5 separate regions of the Mus musculus genome follow, and all the other regions are linked to region 1. Evidence: chromatin contacts called from public HiChIP or PLAC-seq and promoter capture Hi-C data. All regions are on one chromosome and are shown on one strand. The core of a region is the stretch at or near the end of the contact, and the rest is flanking DNA. Distances in the headings are between cores, read along the strand shown. Region 1 holds the start of Zkscan6 (zinc finger with KRAB and SCAN domains 6). Region 2 holds the start of Cox10 (heme A:farnesyltransferase cytochrome c oxidase assembly factor 10). Region 3 holds the start of Tmem220 (transmembrane protein 220). Region 4 holds the start of Pirt (phosphoinositide-interacting regulator of transient receptor potential channels). Region 5 holds the start of Myh3 (myosin, heavy polypeptide 3, skeletal muscle, embryonic).

Region 1 (2,700 bases), core at 176-2,675:
GGAAAACTTGCCCTGTACACTAGGTTTGCTCCTTAACTTCTAGTCTCAATTCAAGGTTGTTTTATCTGTTCGTCCTCCCTCATGGTACATAAACTGTAATACAACTCTAATACCACCTGTCTTACCTCATTAATTTTTTCCTACTTTTCATGACCCAGCATGCTTATTACCTGTGCATTTATTTACCTATTGCTCAGCTTTCTTCACAAAATAGTATTTTAAGGGCCAGAGCATTGCATGTGTAGTTCACTGCTATATCCTTATCGAATGGAATAGTATCCGGCTCCGACAAGGCAGCTGGTAAATATTTATGAAGTAAATGAAAATAGATGGCACTTTTCTATTATCTCCTCCGCTAAGTTAGATGTCTTCCTATTTTTAAAATGTGTTTTGCTTGTTCCGTCTGTTCAAAGAGTGTCATGCTTCTCCTCAATTGCCAGCTTAATTTTTAAAAAGTAGCTAAAGGGACAGTTCTAACTAGAACTGTCAGCTTGAATTTTGTGGATTCCAAGATTGCCTCTATTCTCTCCCTGAATTTCAGAAGGAAATGTGTGTATAGCCATGTCTCCATATTTCCCGTGGGAAAAGCCTCAGCTTCAGTCAGATTCTCAGAGGCTCATTGCACAACTCCAGGGTTTGAGTTACTCTGCTCTCCCTTGAATGTTGTTCAACTAAAGCCCAACACGCTTTACAGGAACCTTATTAGGGTCCCGACCAAACCACCTGATCTTGGAAGTGAAGTTCCTCAGAATTGAAAATAACCCACGAGGCGAGTCTCTAGCTAAATGTCTCTGCTCAATCAGCCAAGCTCTCCTGTGATAGACACTTCCGCCTCTGCCAGACTCGTAACCTGTCAACTACGTTTGTCTCTTGACGTCTGTCTGACTCACCGATTGCTTTAACCGGGATTGTGAAAGGTTTTCTAAGGAACTGCGAGCCTTTCGGCGCCAAGGACTTACTTTGAGTACTCGCTGAGTTCCTTTCCTACTGATCAGTTTTTCAGGCGTGTGCACATACCATGCTCCCCTCGCCCCTGCCGTGTTTCTTCGGAGATGTCCACCCTTCTAACCATGGTCTAGGGGGAGGACGCATCTCTATTCCAAAGCTGTCCTGTCTGTCAGCTACTCATGACTGAATACCTGGATTTGGACAGGAGGCTTCTGTCAACTGGGCTTAGTGATAAGAGGTGACTGCTGTGGCCCAGCGCAGGACGGTCTGAAAATGGGCGAAAAGGCTGTAGGCTCAGCCTGGGTTAGAAAACCCGATCTCGAGGAATGAATGCTGGTGGGAACCCGGAGCTCCCTGCTCCCTGCGAGGGGAGGGGTCAGACTCGGGTCGTGAACTGGGACACTTCTTGGGGAGCCAATAGGAAAGCCGGTCTCAGGTAGTCCCTCACTCGCCCCGCCCCGCCCCGCCCCTCGCTCCGCCCCGGCGCCGCGCGTCGCCAGGGCCGCGGATGCGCGCAGCCGTCCAGCTTCCGGAAGTGCCTCGGTGAGGGTGGTTAGGGCCGAGGTAAGCGCGTAGTTTGGGCGGATCGGAGGGCTAGCCGAGTCCTGGGGTCAAACCTGAAGTCGCTTCAGCTCGCGCACTGTCAGGAGCGAGCTGGGGCGGGGACAGCGGTCTCAGCCCCGTGCCTGTCGCGCTCGCGGACGGCAGGCGCGTGCGGGGGAGGGGACTCGGGGCGGAACGGAAAGTGGACTCTTCCGGGTTGCTCGTCCCAGGAGAGGGATCGGGTCTGTCCGGACTCCGGTTGGACACTGCCAGGTGGCTAACCGCTAGTTACTGGCCCTCAGTGATAACCCCAGCTACCCCTTGCAAACCCCCAGAAGGCTGCCCTAGCTCTTCCTGGGCTTGAAACGTTGCTGCTTGGAAGCCCTGGAGGATCCAGAGCTGTTAACTTTGTTTTTTGTTTTTGTTTTTGTTTTAAAGATTTATTTATTATTATATGTAAGTACACTGTAGCTGTCTTCAGACACCCTAGAAGAGGGGGTCAAGTCTCATTACGGATGGTTGTGAGCCACCATGTGGTTGCTGGGATTTGAGCCATCTCTCCAGCCCACTTTTAATACTTACTTTACAGGGCTGTCAGGAGGGTCATCAATGGCACAAGCAAAGCCTACAGTGGTCTGATAAACAAAGGGCCACCTACATGTGCAACCCTGTGTGCAACCTACGTGTGCATAGAAAAATTGCATTTCACTTCGATTTCTTAAAGCGTCGGTAATACAAATATAACTGATAAATCACGAGTTTCTTCTGTGAGGAGTGAGAGGTAGAGTCTCATCCGGACACAAATCCATACGTCTCTCTATAAGGTAATTTAATTTTGAGTAAATGGACGCCTTGTCACAGATGCCTGGGTGGTAGCCACCAGTTGGCCTCTACTGCATGAAGTAGTAGTATTAATATACAATTTAAATGTGTAAGATTTAGTTTCCCAGAATAGCGCTTCTTGAATAGTCTCCAGATTTGTGTTAGGAACTAATTCTGATCAATCTGACAGGTAGAAATTTTACTGACTGAAATTTTATTATTTTTGTAAAACTCAGGAAATCATTTAGTTAGTGAAGGGGTTTTGTGTATTTCATTTCTAAAAACAGAGCCTTCTTTGAAAGTTGTCCTCCTAAGCCAGTGATTCTCAACCTTCCTAATGCTGAGACTCTTTAATGCAGTTCTTTTCATGGTGGTGACTCCCAACCA
Region 2 (2,700 bases), core at 150-2,649, 1.7 Mb before region 1:
AACTTTTTATTTTAGAAAATGACAGTCATATGAAAAGAGGTGTCCAAGGAGGCTCTATCACTCAACGCACAGCTTTGACAATTACCAAGTACTGCCCAACTTTGTCTCTTCTACCCACCCTTCCACTTCCTGCCCTGGTTTATGAGCCAGAAGGTACCTTTGAGATCACCTAGCTCAGTTACCTTATTATAGACGCGTAAATGTTTCATTAAAGAAAGTCAAATGATCTGCACTGGGATCATACAAACGCACGGGAGAAAAGAGCTCTACAGAAGCACAGTGATCACCACAGTCAGCCAGACACAGTGGGCAGTGTGTAAGTGACAGGGAGGCCTACAGGATGGTTCTGGGCTGTGAGAAGGTACACAATGGCTTCCACTATCTTGTCTGTACTATAGATCACTTTGCCACCATCCATGGATACTAGTCACAAAACCAACCTCCTCTTTAAAATTTCTACCAGCACAATCTCATTCATTCACAAATGACTGAGCATCACCAATGCACATAGGCATTGCTCTGGGCATGAGGGATACAGTGGTGAACCAGGGAGACAGACTATCTTTACTTTCACAAAGTGTTTCTCTTACTGGGAGGAACACACTAAATTGTTGCACATCTGTACTGCAGGTGTGAACAATTACACCGTGTGTTATTCATGATAAATTAATATGATATAAGAAAAGAAGGATAAAGACTCCTATTTTAGTTAGAGTGCTAAGGTTGGCCTCCCTGAAAAGGTAAAATATAGGAGCTTTTCAAGAGTTTGTGATAAACACACATCTGTCAAAAGTCCTTCTGATGGAAGGAGCCATACTGATGGTACAGCGCTGGCTCAATGGGATTCAGTTGGCAGTTATCATTATCATGGTGATTAAGGTAACACTTTAAGCTGGAAGACAGCTCCTTAACGGGGGGGGGGGGGGGGGGGAGGTGCGCTTCTTGTCATTAAAAGGCGGTGGCCAGGAACCGCGGCTCTCATGTGCCAGGCTTGTGGAGCCCCATGGTTTATCCTGTCCCTCCATCTTGCACTGTCTGAAACTCCAAAGAGCACGGGATATCAAGCCTTAGGGACCACCTGGCCTACGGTGCAAAGCTGGTCCACAATACTTGGCCTCGTCCCTTCAGGTGACCCTAAAGGTCACCTCCCTGCCAAGTGACAAGCCAAGGGCTTCCAAGGTTGCAGGCGGCCGGCAACACGGTACCGCACATGGCAAAAAAGAAAACAATTCGTCCACGATCATTCCCAACCGGGTACAATACCTGTGAGGAGGCGCGAGGAAATGGTGTGCGGGGACGCGGCCATAACGTACTGGTGCAGCAGTCCCCAGGACCCCAGGACGCCTCTCACCTCACCGGCTCCTGGGCGCCGCCATCTTGCTAGCCCGCCCTCTGAGTGAGGCGGGACTTCCTCTTGTCACTTCCGGCTCCCAGCGCTCTCTGAAAGCTAGGCTAGCGGAGCTTATAAAGATCGGATGGTAGAGCTTTCGCTTTCCCCTCAGACGCTCCAGATGTAGACTAGGTGAGCTCTCTGCCCGGGAGGGACAGATCGTCGGAGCCCGCGGGCGGAAGGCGAGTCGTGGCGGGGTTAGGGCTCTGGAGTCCGGCCCGGCCCGGCAGTCCCCTGAGCTTGAAAGAATTGAATGCCTCCTCAGTTGTCACCCAGGCTGATCTTGCGCAGGCTGTTGGCTTCTCGTGGAGTTTGGTAAGTAAAAAAACGAGGAAGAAAGAAACTCATTAAAAGAGCAAAACATGACTTACAAGGGCAGTTTGTGTTTGCTTTCAGCGATGAGGTGAGATCTCTGTGGTTCACCTCAGGTGCTGATCAGGGGCCACTGAGACAGGAGTTTGTGTAAGAGCACGCACTGTGTCTCTGCAGCAAGAACTGGTCATGGTGAGCGTCATCCCGATAGGGATAAGGTAGAAAGCGCTATGGAATGAGGTTAGCATTTCTGTGAAGTAGGCTAAAGAAAGGCTTTGAAGAGCCAACTTGCTGCTCAGTAGAAGGAACTGTGAGAGTTTTCCAGTTTACCAGGAAGACAGAGCAGAGAATGGGATTTTCTGAGGCCCATCACAGTTCATCACTGTGGACCTAGGATAATGGTTGTCCCCATCAAATTAATCTTAGACTAAGGAAGAAGAGGATGGATTTCTGGTGAATAACTGAAAAGTTAACAACTGTTCAATCCACTGTTTTTCGAGCACTTTGAAATGCTGTGTTAAGTGAAATATTACAAAGTACAAACCTTAAATCAACAAATGAAAAGCACAATTTGGGATCTAATCACACCAACAGTGAGTGCTGCTTAGGGGAGGCCTTCTGCTTTACAGCTATCTTGGTTAATTAGACCCACTGTTCCTGGAACTCTGATCATCATAAATAAGTTAGCCCTTTACAAACTAGATCTCAGATACCTAACTCAATGGTTACATGGTATGGAACCTGAGGGCTAGAGAGATTGCGTGATTCAAACTGTAGATTGTATAGCAGTCTACTGTACTTCCTATCTCTTTATAGTTGTCTCTTAAAATTTGTGTTATAAAACCAAAAAGTGATAGGACTGTACACCTATAAGATGGCTATAAACAAAATTAATCAATAGCAGGAGTTAACAAGTTAGTGAAGAAGTAGGAATCCTGATACATTGTTTATAGGAATATAAAATATTGTAGCCACTTTGGAAAAGCAGTTTAGGTGTT
Region 3 (2,700 bases), core at 126-2,625, 1.2 Mb after region 1:
TGGCATGGACCCACGGAGACATCTCCTTCCCCACACCCTGCCAGAACATATTCTTATAGCTCTTTCTTTTTTTATGATCACAACAAAGGTGGCCCTCAACCATAAAATTATTTTTGTTGCTATTCATAATTGTAATCTTGCTACTGTTATAAATCATAATGCAAATCTGCTTTCTGGTGGTCTTAGGGGAACTCTATGAAAGGGTCCTTTGGCCCCCTCGAAGGGGTCGCGACCCACAAGTTGAGAAGTGCTGCTCTAAAGGCTGCCCTTGAATGGAAAACACTTCTGAGAAGTTGATCTTTTTCTTCTTTTAGTTAAAAGGAAAGCAGAACAGTCAGGCACCCAAAATGCAGGATTTGAGGTGACAAAGACTATTTAGAATAACAATGATTCGGTCTATGCATGTGTAAATGAGCCCAAAGAAGAGCTACTCCGTAGCTTACACAACAGGAAACTGGCTGAAATAAGTGAGCAGAGAGCTGCCAATACTTCCAAGTCTTCCCTTTCTAAGAAATGCATAGCAAATGAGTGTTGGAAACGTTGGTTTTGCAGATGGGTTAGAAATATAAATATGTATAATACATAAATAAATATCTTATATGATGAGAGCACGTGAAGGTAAAGGGAGCTGCCTCTGGAACTCACTTCAGAAATGTCGCAATGTTTTCCTCCCTCTGGAAGCACGGGAGCTTTAAAAAGAAGCACTTAAATACTAATTCCAGCACTATTTAGGACTATGAATGTGTAAATGAGACCAGACTGTGAGTTTGAAGTTAGTGTGTTTTATATAGTGAGTTCCAGGACAGCCACTGGACCCTTTCACAGAAAACGGAAAAACAAAAACAAAAACAAAACCTAACCAGAACACGCGCGCTAGCGCGTCCTTTTTCTTTTCCTTTCTCTTCTTCATTTGCGTTTCTGGTTTGTTCTGTTGTGTTTGTTTTGTTTCTTTCATTTGCTTTGTTTGTTTGTTTGTTTGTTTGTTTTGTTTTGTTTTTTCGAGACAGGGTTTCTCTGTGTAGCCCTGGCTGTCCTGGAACTCACTTTGTAGACCAGGCCTGCCTCTACCTCCCGAGTGCTGGGATTAAAGGCGTGCGCCACCACGCCCGGCTTCATTTGCTTTTTTAATGAGAGAAAGAATAAGGGAAAAGAAAGGCACATGCCAATGATACACTTTATCCACTAGAGAGCGCCGCAAGACCGTTCTAGACCTGAGGAGGGCGGGGAGGGAAGAAGGGCTCGCCTCGCCCTTGTATCCCCGCTCCCGCTGTCTGAGCCCTGCCCCTTGTCCCTCCCCCACCTACTACGCCCCGCCCCTCCTGGGTACCGCCCCGCTAGCCCAGCCTCGCCCTCTGGCCACGCCCCTCTGGGGCCTGTCCTGCTCCTCCGGCTTCCAGGTCATGGCGCCAGCAGTGGCTACTTGGGCTCCCGGCTTGTGGCGGGCCTGCAACGCACTCATGGCAGCTTTCTTCGCCCTGGCCGCTGTGGTGCAGGTCAGGCGGGCTGAGGAGGGCTGGCAGAGGGACCGCGAAGCCTGGGCGACCAGTTCTCAGGGTGGAGCCGAATTGGGACCCACAGAGTCCTTTCAAGCAGAAAGAACATGGATGAATATGTGTAGTTAGGCAACGCACTCAGAGCTTGACCTAGCGGCCCCGCGTGCAAGTTTGTGCAGCCGGTCACTTAGAAAGGGGCCCAGAACCGCAGCTCTGACACCTTTTCGAATCTTCAGCCTCAGTGAGATGGGTTTTAGCGCCTGGGAGGAAAGTGGAAATAGAATAGACAGCATCCTTACCCTTCCTAGACCTCTTCCTGATCATCCTCAGGGTGACTGCCCTCGTATCTTGGGACCTAGGATTTTCATATACACTATAATAGTTCTTAGGAAATCCCAAGCAGTTATTTTCAAAAGATGCATGGCTGGGTGGTTAGATCTACCTGTTGTGTTCAACCGAGAGGAGAGTCCCTGCTGCCATCGGGATGTGCAGACTGCTAAACTAGCTCATGGTGTTATGTACCCTGAGCCCATTGTAGCGCCTAGTTCTTCGCAATGAATAGTAAACACAAGGCCAGACCAGACAGAGGATACATGGATCTAATGTGAGCTAACACCTTGACGTTTTGACATTCTAGGTAAACGATCCAGATGCAGAGTTGTGGGTGGTGAGTATGAGCTACTTGCAAAACGTTCCTCCATTTGACACGACTACACTCTGATCCTGGGACTCTTGTCTAAAACCCAGAAATTAATACCTCTGTGAGCTCATGTCCCTAATTTTTCGCATCGGAGGGGGAAATCACTCTGATCATATAACTGATGGAGATGTGAATTCTGAACTTTCTGTAGACACGAAAGTCTTTCTGCAGAGAGAGCTTATACCAGCGACTCCCACTTCCCATGACTACACCGGGCATGACAGTAAGAGCTCCTGTCTTTGCTAAGGACTTACAACATGCTAGTCATTTGACATACATTATGCTAACCTTTATGACAGCCGTAACAAGGATGTGTGCCGGTTATATCCATCTGTGACTTTTGTTCTCAGACAACAATAGACCGTCTTGGAGGCAGACTGCACAGTATCACTGAGAAACTCATTCTTGGGTTTGGGGACAGTGTTCACTGTATAGAGAGCAGTGAGTGAGAACACCAGGAATGCAGAGCTGAGTTCTAGCCTGGTTTGAATGTTGGTGCAGTAGAAC
Region 4 (2,700 bases), core at 73-2,572, 1.1 Mb after region 1:
GATTAGGCATTAACTCTTAGTGATGGTTAGTTCTGCACCATGTAGCCACATCCTGAAAAGGGAGAAGAAAACATAGAAATCTGAATTTAAAGAAAAATAAGTTCTTGTCTGCATTGCACAACAACTCATCCCAGGGCTCCTTGGCACCTGATAACTCCAGTCTCAGAAGCTGATCTGAACACAGAATAAGAGGCACCTACGTCAGAGAAGTGGCACCCACTAAATCCTTCAAAGTCAACTCCCTGGAGCCCTTAGCCTCCCTTCTTTCACTCCCTCAGCTGAAGGGTTCAGCTTTCAATGTCACCAAACACTGATGACATAGCCAAGCCCTCTTCATCTTTGCAAGTCATGAAAATCAAAAGGCTTGAGACGGAAGAGCCCATGGCTTTGAACTTGACTGGCTTTAGGCCTCCCTGATGACTCTTGGGAAAGACTTTTTTTTACACTCCACAGAGGAAGCCCCCAGTGTATCCTTGCTGGTATCAAAGTCCCCCTCCTGCCCCACCAGTAATGGCTTCCATCTTCTCAGAATAGCTGGGAGAAAGACAACCAATTAGTCTGGCCACCAGAATCTTAAATAATACTGCCGACCGCAGGGTATCCATCGACACCTTGAGAACTGGCATCCCATCAGCTCACACTGGCTTCCCCCACGCCCGGGCAGACGGGCTCAACAGTGGACGTCCTTCTGCCTCTTGCCATGATTTGCTTGCTTATCTTCATGATTGTAACTGGCATCTCACAAAAAAGATCAATAGAAAACTAGTGGGCTAGATGGGAGAAGCAAGAAGGAAATTCTTTAGACCTATCCCCGAGGGACATGTCTTGGCTCCTGGCATTGTGTAATGAAGGGTAGCCATCATGAGTGTGATTACTGGGGTGCTCCCAGAGATACTCCTTGCATCTTGGAGCTAAAGGTGTTCCCTAACTCAACAAACACAGAGCTCTCCAACATCCAAAGCAGGAAGAGAGGCCCAGATCTCACTATCAATAATACTGCCCCGAACACAGCTTCTGAGCCAGGCACACATATCACATGTAACCCACCATCACCACCTCACACCTCCCCCATCCCAGAACCTCCACAGCCTGCTGAACCTAGGTCAGGATCCTCTCTGCCCAGGCACTACCAGCCAAATACACACTTCTACTGAAACTCAAAGGCACACTGCAGAAAAACTTCATTAATTTTTCACAAGATTTGTCTAATAGTGGCTGAGCAGAGCTGAGAAAGCCACATTCGAGTGCCTGCGCCAGCAGGTTGCAAAGAGTTAACCCATTAGGCCACATCCTGGTGAGCTCATCCCAGCCGGAGCCTGCTCAGTGGCTGGGATTCGCAGCACACTGATGTGGCCAGGGTGCCTTTCTCCAGCTGGGATGAAGGACTTGAGCAGAAACTCATTGCCAGCTTCCTCCCTACGCGAGAGCCGACTGAGTCCCAGGTCCCCAGTCTTCCCCCGGGACGTTGTGCACGGTAAGTAAGAAAAAGGATCCCTCCACCCTCACCCACCTTGCCCTGCCACCCCAGTCCCAGCCCTTTGCTATGTCTCCCTGGAAAGAAGGACGGTTTGAAGTTTGCTTTGGAGTGCGTTGAGTCTCTGAAGTAGAGTTGGAAGGCAGTGTGAATACTAAAGATGAGATGGAATGAAGTTAGTTAGCTTCAAGCAGGCTGGATGGGCTGCCCTGAGAGACAGGCAGAAGTGGGCTGAGCTGGGTATCTCCTGCTGTACACCTGGGGAAAGACACCATGTGCAGTGAGGGCTGCCCTGCCTGTGGAGCTCTGAGCCTTTCTCCCTTGGAAGCCATTAAAGGGAAGGAATGAGCGGGCGCAGAAGCGGCAGCGTGTCAAGTGTTAGGACACCCGGAGACCTCGGAGTAGTGGGCATAGACTGTCTGTCCCCTGGGCATCCTCCATCCAACCTCAGCAGCTGCGGGTCTGCCCCTCCTTCCTGCAGGTGTGGCCGGTGCCCTGGCTGAGTGCCAGGGAAACAAGGCGGAGTACCCTGGCTTGGGCAGTCTTCACTTCAGGAAGGAGGGAGCAAGACAGGTACACAAAAACACAGACAAAGGCATGGCTTGCTCAGACAGAGGGCGGTGGGACTCCGCCCCTAGGTAAAGCCAAGTGTAACAACACATCATATCCCTTGAGATTCTTTTTCCAGCCTGGAGCCCCACAGGGCCCATGCACTGGTTGTGTGACCCGAAGAGGAAGGTGAGTGGCTCCCTCCAGATAGCTCTGAGCTCAGAGAAAAAGGTCCCCTTCCCGAGAGCGCTGTGAGCCCTGGAACAGATGGAGGCTGTGACGATAGCAGCAACATATTCCACACTCTCTCTTCTTTATCAGACCAGGCACAGGGCCACACACACCTTATCAGAGGAGTCGACATCACCAAATGAAGTCCTGGAAGTGAGGCAGTACAGCAAGAGGAGATAAAGACCCTGGAGAGTTGCATCTAGCCTCTGGGGCTGAGCCCTGACAGTGGGAAATTCCGGGAAAGAGAGAGACCTACTCTCTATCCATACTGGGTCCTGCTCTGGATAAGGAGACCACCGCAGGTCGATTATGCAAAGCCTGTGGCCTGCCTTTGGCACTTCCTACCAGCTGACCCTTGCTGAGGTCACCAGTGCCCTCGCCTCTCCTCAGTGTCACCAGGTCCTTGCAATTCCCAGAATAGCCCAGTTCCTATCAGAGCTCTCTAG
Region 5 (2,700 bases), core at 5-2,504, 1.3 Mb after region 1:
CTATCTTCCGATTCCACTCTGCCTTTTTGAAGAGTCCTCAATAGGAAAGAACATACAGAGGATGTTTAATAATGGTCCCTATGGCCGGGCGGTGGTGGTGCATGCCTTTAATCCCAGTACTTGGGAGGCAGAGGCAGGCAGATTTCTGAGTTCGAGGTCAGCCTGGTCTACAAAGTGAGTTCCAGGACAGCCAGGGATACACAGAGAAACCCTGTCTCGAAAAAAATAATGGTCCCTATGAAGACTTTGGTCCTGCTTTCTCCCTTCTTCCCTTACCAGTGTATGGGTAGGCTGTAAGAGGACAGTCCATATTCTCAAATGGGATGTATTGGCATGAAGTTCTCTATTAAATGAACAACCATGACCCCATACAACTCAGACCCTCACCACAAAGACTGGACCAGGAAAGAGAGGAATGGAAATGGACAAAAATGTCAACTGTACCTTAATTCTCTTGTTAAGGTTTAATTTTCCAGTCCTGATTTAGAAATGACAGCATCTGTTAGGCGATACCCATCCCCCCTTTCTCTTCAGGCCACTACCGTTCCCCTCGCCCCCTATCTAGGCTGGCAGCTGGCCTTTCCTAATTGGTAATATGTCTTGATAACCACAGGCCCCTAAGCAGCTGTCACTGTGAACATGGGCTGGTGGCATAGCTCCCTGTCATTTACTTGCTTGTTGGTCCTGCTAGTGCTTAAGAAAGGATTAAGTAAATAATTATAGTAATGAGACAGAAAGTAATGAGGGGAAGGAGAGAGATGGAGAAGGAGAAAAAAAAAACTATAATCCAACTGCACAAGTTTTACAGAGTTTGGCTCATAACCGTGAGGGGACTTCAACAAGTTCAATTCTACTTTATCTTCGATGAGCTTTCTAAGCAAATAGCACAACTGTGTGTCCCCTGTTCCCAAGTGGTAGTGGCTTCAGCTGATTTCAGGGTGGGATGGCCTGCAGGATGGAGCCAGGTAGGGGCTCCTAAAGCAAAGGAGATCCCATTGTGCTAGGTGGAGAAGCTACAGCCCTGAGTTCACAGAGCAAGGCATCTCAAATTCCCAGCTTTCTACAGTTGGAAAAAATGGTTTCGGACCCTGCTCATTTCTATATATACTTTTCCCTTGGCAACGGCGAAAAATACGTGTGGAGGGGGCCAGTTCTCAGCCTGTGGTGTCAGTCATTCTCTTTCCAAATATAGAGGAAGAATGAGCCCAGGGGGTTAGTGGTGGCCTATAAAAGCCCAGGGGGCAGCTCTCCTCTATGCTTCTCTCTGTCACAGTCAGAGGTAAGTCTTACACTTTCCTAGTATCTCTGTGGCATTTACTGCTTCTAGACCTGATTCGGCCACTGCCCTGGACTGTGGCCCTCCCTGGCTTTGTTATAGCAGGCAAGCCTCTTTTCTCTTCTCAAGGCGTTCTCAAGGAATACAGTAGAGTGAGATGCGAGACCCAAGAGCCCAGCATCCCACTGCCTCTAGCAGATCATCGAAGCTGGGGTCCTGCCCACCCTTTCTTTTCTCTGCTTGGGAAGGATCCTGTTGGACAGGCATGGGCCTGTCCACCATGGCTCCATGTTCTCCTGTTGCCTCTCTGATCCACAGAATGAACAGGGGACTCTGTGTTTCCTACCTGGACGCTATACCTGCTGGGTGTTTAGTGGCCTCAAGACTACATGTTTGCTTAACAGGTTTAAATTAGCCAATCTCAGCATCGTCTCCATTTTCAGATAACCAGGAGGCCTGTCCCCACCCGCTAACAGAAGCTTTTATTGGCAGGGACTCAGTCCATTTAGAATCCCTGCCCTGTTCACAATGAAGGATCTTGCAGTCTGAAGAAATTGTCAGAGTGGGCTGGAGGAGCCAACCTGCCAGGCAGTTGGTAGTTATGCCTAGCTGTAGACTATGATCTGTCTGCAGTCCTAGGGCTTGCCTCAGAGCTAAGGATCTTTCTGACTGTCTAGTCCTTTGTGTGTCTTAGTTGAGCCTCACCAAGGTCTGGTTCGTCACAGAAGCAGACATCACGGTGGCCACTAAACTCTGTGTGCATGCTCTTGCAGGTCCCATACGTCCACAACTGCTGCTGCTCTCTGCTGTCCTGCAGGTGTGACTCAGGTGAGCATTGGGGCCACATCCCAGAGCTTCAGGAAGTCTTCAGGTAAACCCAGATCACCCATTGCCCCCTCATGCCTGTGCCCCCGAGGAGTTACAGAGCTTAACGGAGAAGTGCAGGCTTCATCCTCAGGGGTGCGGCTAGAGGTTCCCATCTATTCTCTATGGTGGTTTGTTGTTCCTTTGTTTTTTGAGACAGGATCTCACTGTGTAGCCCCAGATGGCATTGAACTCTCTAGGTAGACCAGGCTGGCTTCAGACTCACAGAGATCCACCTGTCGCAGCCTCCGAAGTTCTGGGACTAAAGGCATAGACCACCATGCCTGGCCTTCAGTCTATTCTTAGCATGGGAGGCAGAAACCATGTCGATTCAAAACAGTTCAAAGCTGTCTCTGCCATTTTCTGCTTAGTATTCTCTCTTTAAGGAATTCTTTTACCTTTTTTTTTTCATGGAATGCCTTTACTTCTTTTTTTTTTTTCATGGTATTTAATTTTGAATGTTCTGTTTGCTCTACCCGTGCTTCTCAGAAAAGGAAGACATAGTGTCAAAAGTGGCATTTCAAAGGCCCCTTCACCAGGCTGAAAGAATGGAGATGCTT

Evidence for each region. Promoter capture Hi-C pulls out the DNA fragments that hold promoters and counts their contacts. HiChIP or PLAC-seq counts read pairs in DNA pulled down with a chosen protein or histone mark. Capture Hi-C pulls out chosen DNA fragments and counts their contacts.
Region 2: a promoter capture Hi-C map of adipose tissue shows a contact between it and region 1, with 3 times the contacts expected there. The contact joins the promoter of Cox10 here to the promoter of Zkscan6 in region 1. A contact is called at or near these places in 1 of 484 Hi-C or Micro-C datasets (granulosa cells) and 1 of 9 other capture datasets (adipose tissue).
Region 3: a promoter capture Hi-C map of embryonic stem cells shows a contact between it and region 1, with 8 times the contacts expected there. The contact joins the promoter of Tmem220 here to the promoter of Zkscan6 in region 1. A contact is called at or near these places in 3 of 39 promoter capture datasets (cranial neural crest, embryonic stem cells and hippocampal neurons), 1 of 15 datasets of contacts at CTCF or cohesin (large pre-B cells), 8 of 484 Hi-C or Micro-C datasets (the N1E-115 cell line, embryonic limb bud and embryonic stem cells), 26 of 115 datasets of contacts at active chromatin or transcription factors (the NIH/3T3 cell line, acute myeloid leukemia, astrocytes and 16 more) and 4 of 9 other capture datasets (adipose tissue, embryonic stem cells, liver and 1 more).
Region 4: an H3K27ac HiChIP or PLAC-seq map of embryonic stem cells shows a contact between it and region 1, with 16 times the contacts expected there. The contact joins the promoter of Pirt here to the promoter of Zkscan6 in region 1. A contact is called at or near these places in 10 of 39 promoter capture datasets (cranial neural crest, embryonic stem cells, frontonasal cranial neural crest and 6 more), 11 of 484 Hi-C or Micro-C datasets (embryonic fibroblasts, embryonic stem cells, ganglionic eminence and 5 more), 18 of 115 datasets of contacts at active chromatin or transcription factors (cardiomyocytes, differentiating embryonic stem cells, embryonic forebrain and 9 more) and 1 of 9 other capture datasets (embryonic stem cells).
Region 5: a promoter capture Hi-C map of embryonic stem cells shows a contact between it and region 1, with 7 times the contacts expected there. The contact joins the promoter of Myh3 here to the promoter of Zkscan6 in region 1. A contact is called at or near these places in 15 of 39 promoter capture datasets (the C10 cell line, the HPC-7 cell line, cranial neural crest and 9 more), 8 of 484 Hi-C or Micro-C datasets (cardiomyocytes, cerebellum, cerebral cortex and 2 more), 12 of 115 datasets of contacts at active chromatin or transcription factors (the 230-238 cell line, acute myeloid leukemia, astrocytes and 6 more) and 1 of 9 other capture datasets (embryonic stem cells).

What each region holds. Positions count from the first base shown.
Region 1 is chr11:65,805,750-65,808,449 of GRCm38.p6, forward strand. Zkscan6 (zinc finger with KRAB and SCAN domains 6) reads left to right here and starts at 1,426. Exons shown (of 7, transcript NM_001302374.1): 1 at 1,426-1,512.
Region 2 is chr11:64,078,073-64,080,772 of GRCm38.p6, forward strand. Cox10 (heme A:farnesyltransferase cytochrome c oxidase assembly factor 10) reads right to left here and starts at 1,400. Exons shown (of 7, transcript NM_178379.3): 1 at 1,264-1,400. The coding sequence starts at 1,306. 2810001G20Rik (RIKEN cDNA 2810001G20 gene) reads left to right here and starts at 1,412. Exons shown (of 2, transcript NR_033780.1): 1 at 1,412-1,705.
Region 3 is chr11:67,023,779-67,026,478 of GRCm38.p6, forward strand. It overlaps Tmem220 (transmembrane protein 220), which reads left to right and starts at 1,376. Exons shown (of 6, transcript NM_001291042.1): 1 at 1,376-1,493; 2 at 2,131-2,160. The coding sequence starts at 1,401.
Region 4 is chr11:66,910,669-66,913,368 of GRCm38.p6, forward strand. Pirt (phosphoinositide-interacting regulator of transient receptor potential channels) reads left to right here and starts at 1,323. Exons shown (of 2, transcript NM_178656.3): 1 at 1,323-1,474. The region is part of intron 3 of Gm12298 (predicted gene 12298); the gene reads right to left.
Region 5 is chr11:67,077,046-67,079,745 of GRCm38.p6, forward strand. Myh3 (myosin, heavy polypeptide 3, skeletal muscle, embryonic) reads left to right here and starts at 1,255. Exons shown (of 41, transcript NM_001099635.1): 1 at 1,255-1,279; 2 at 2,094-2,104.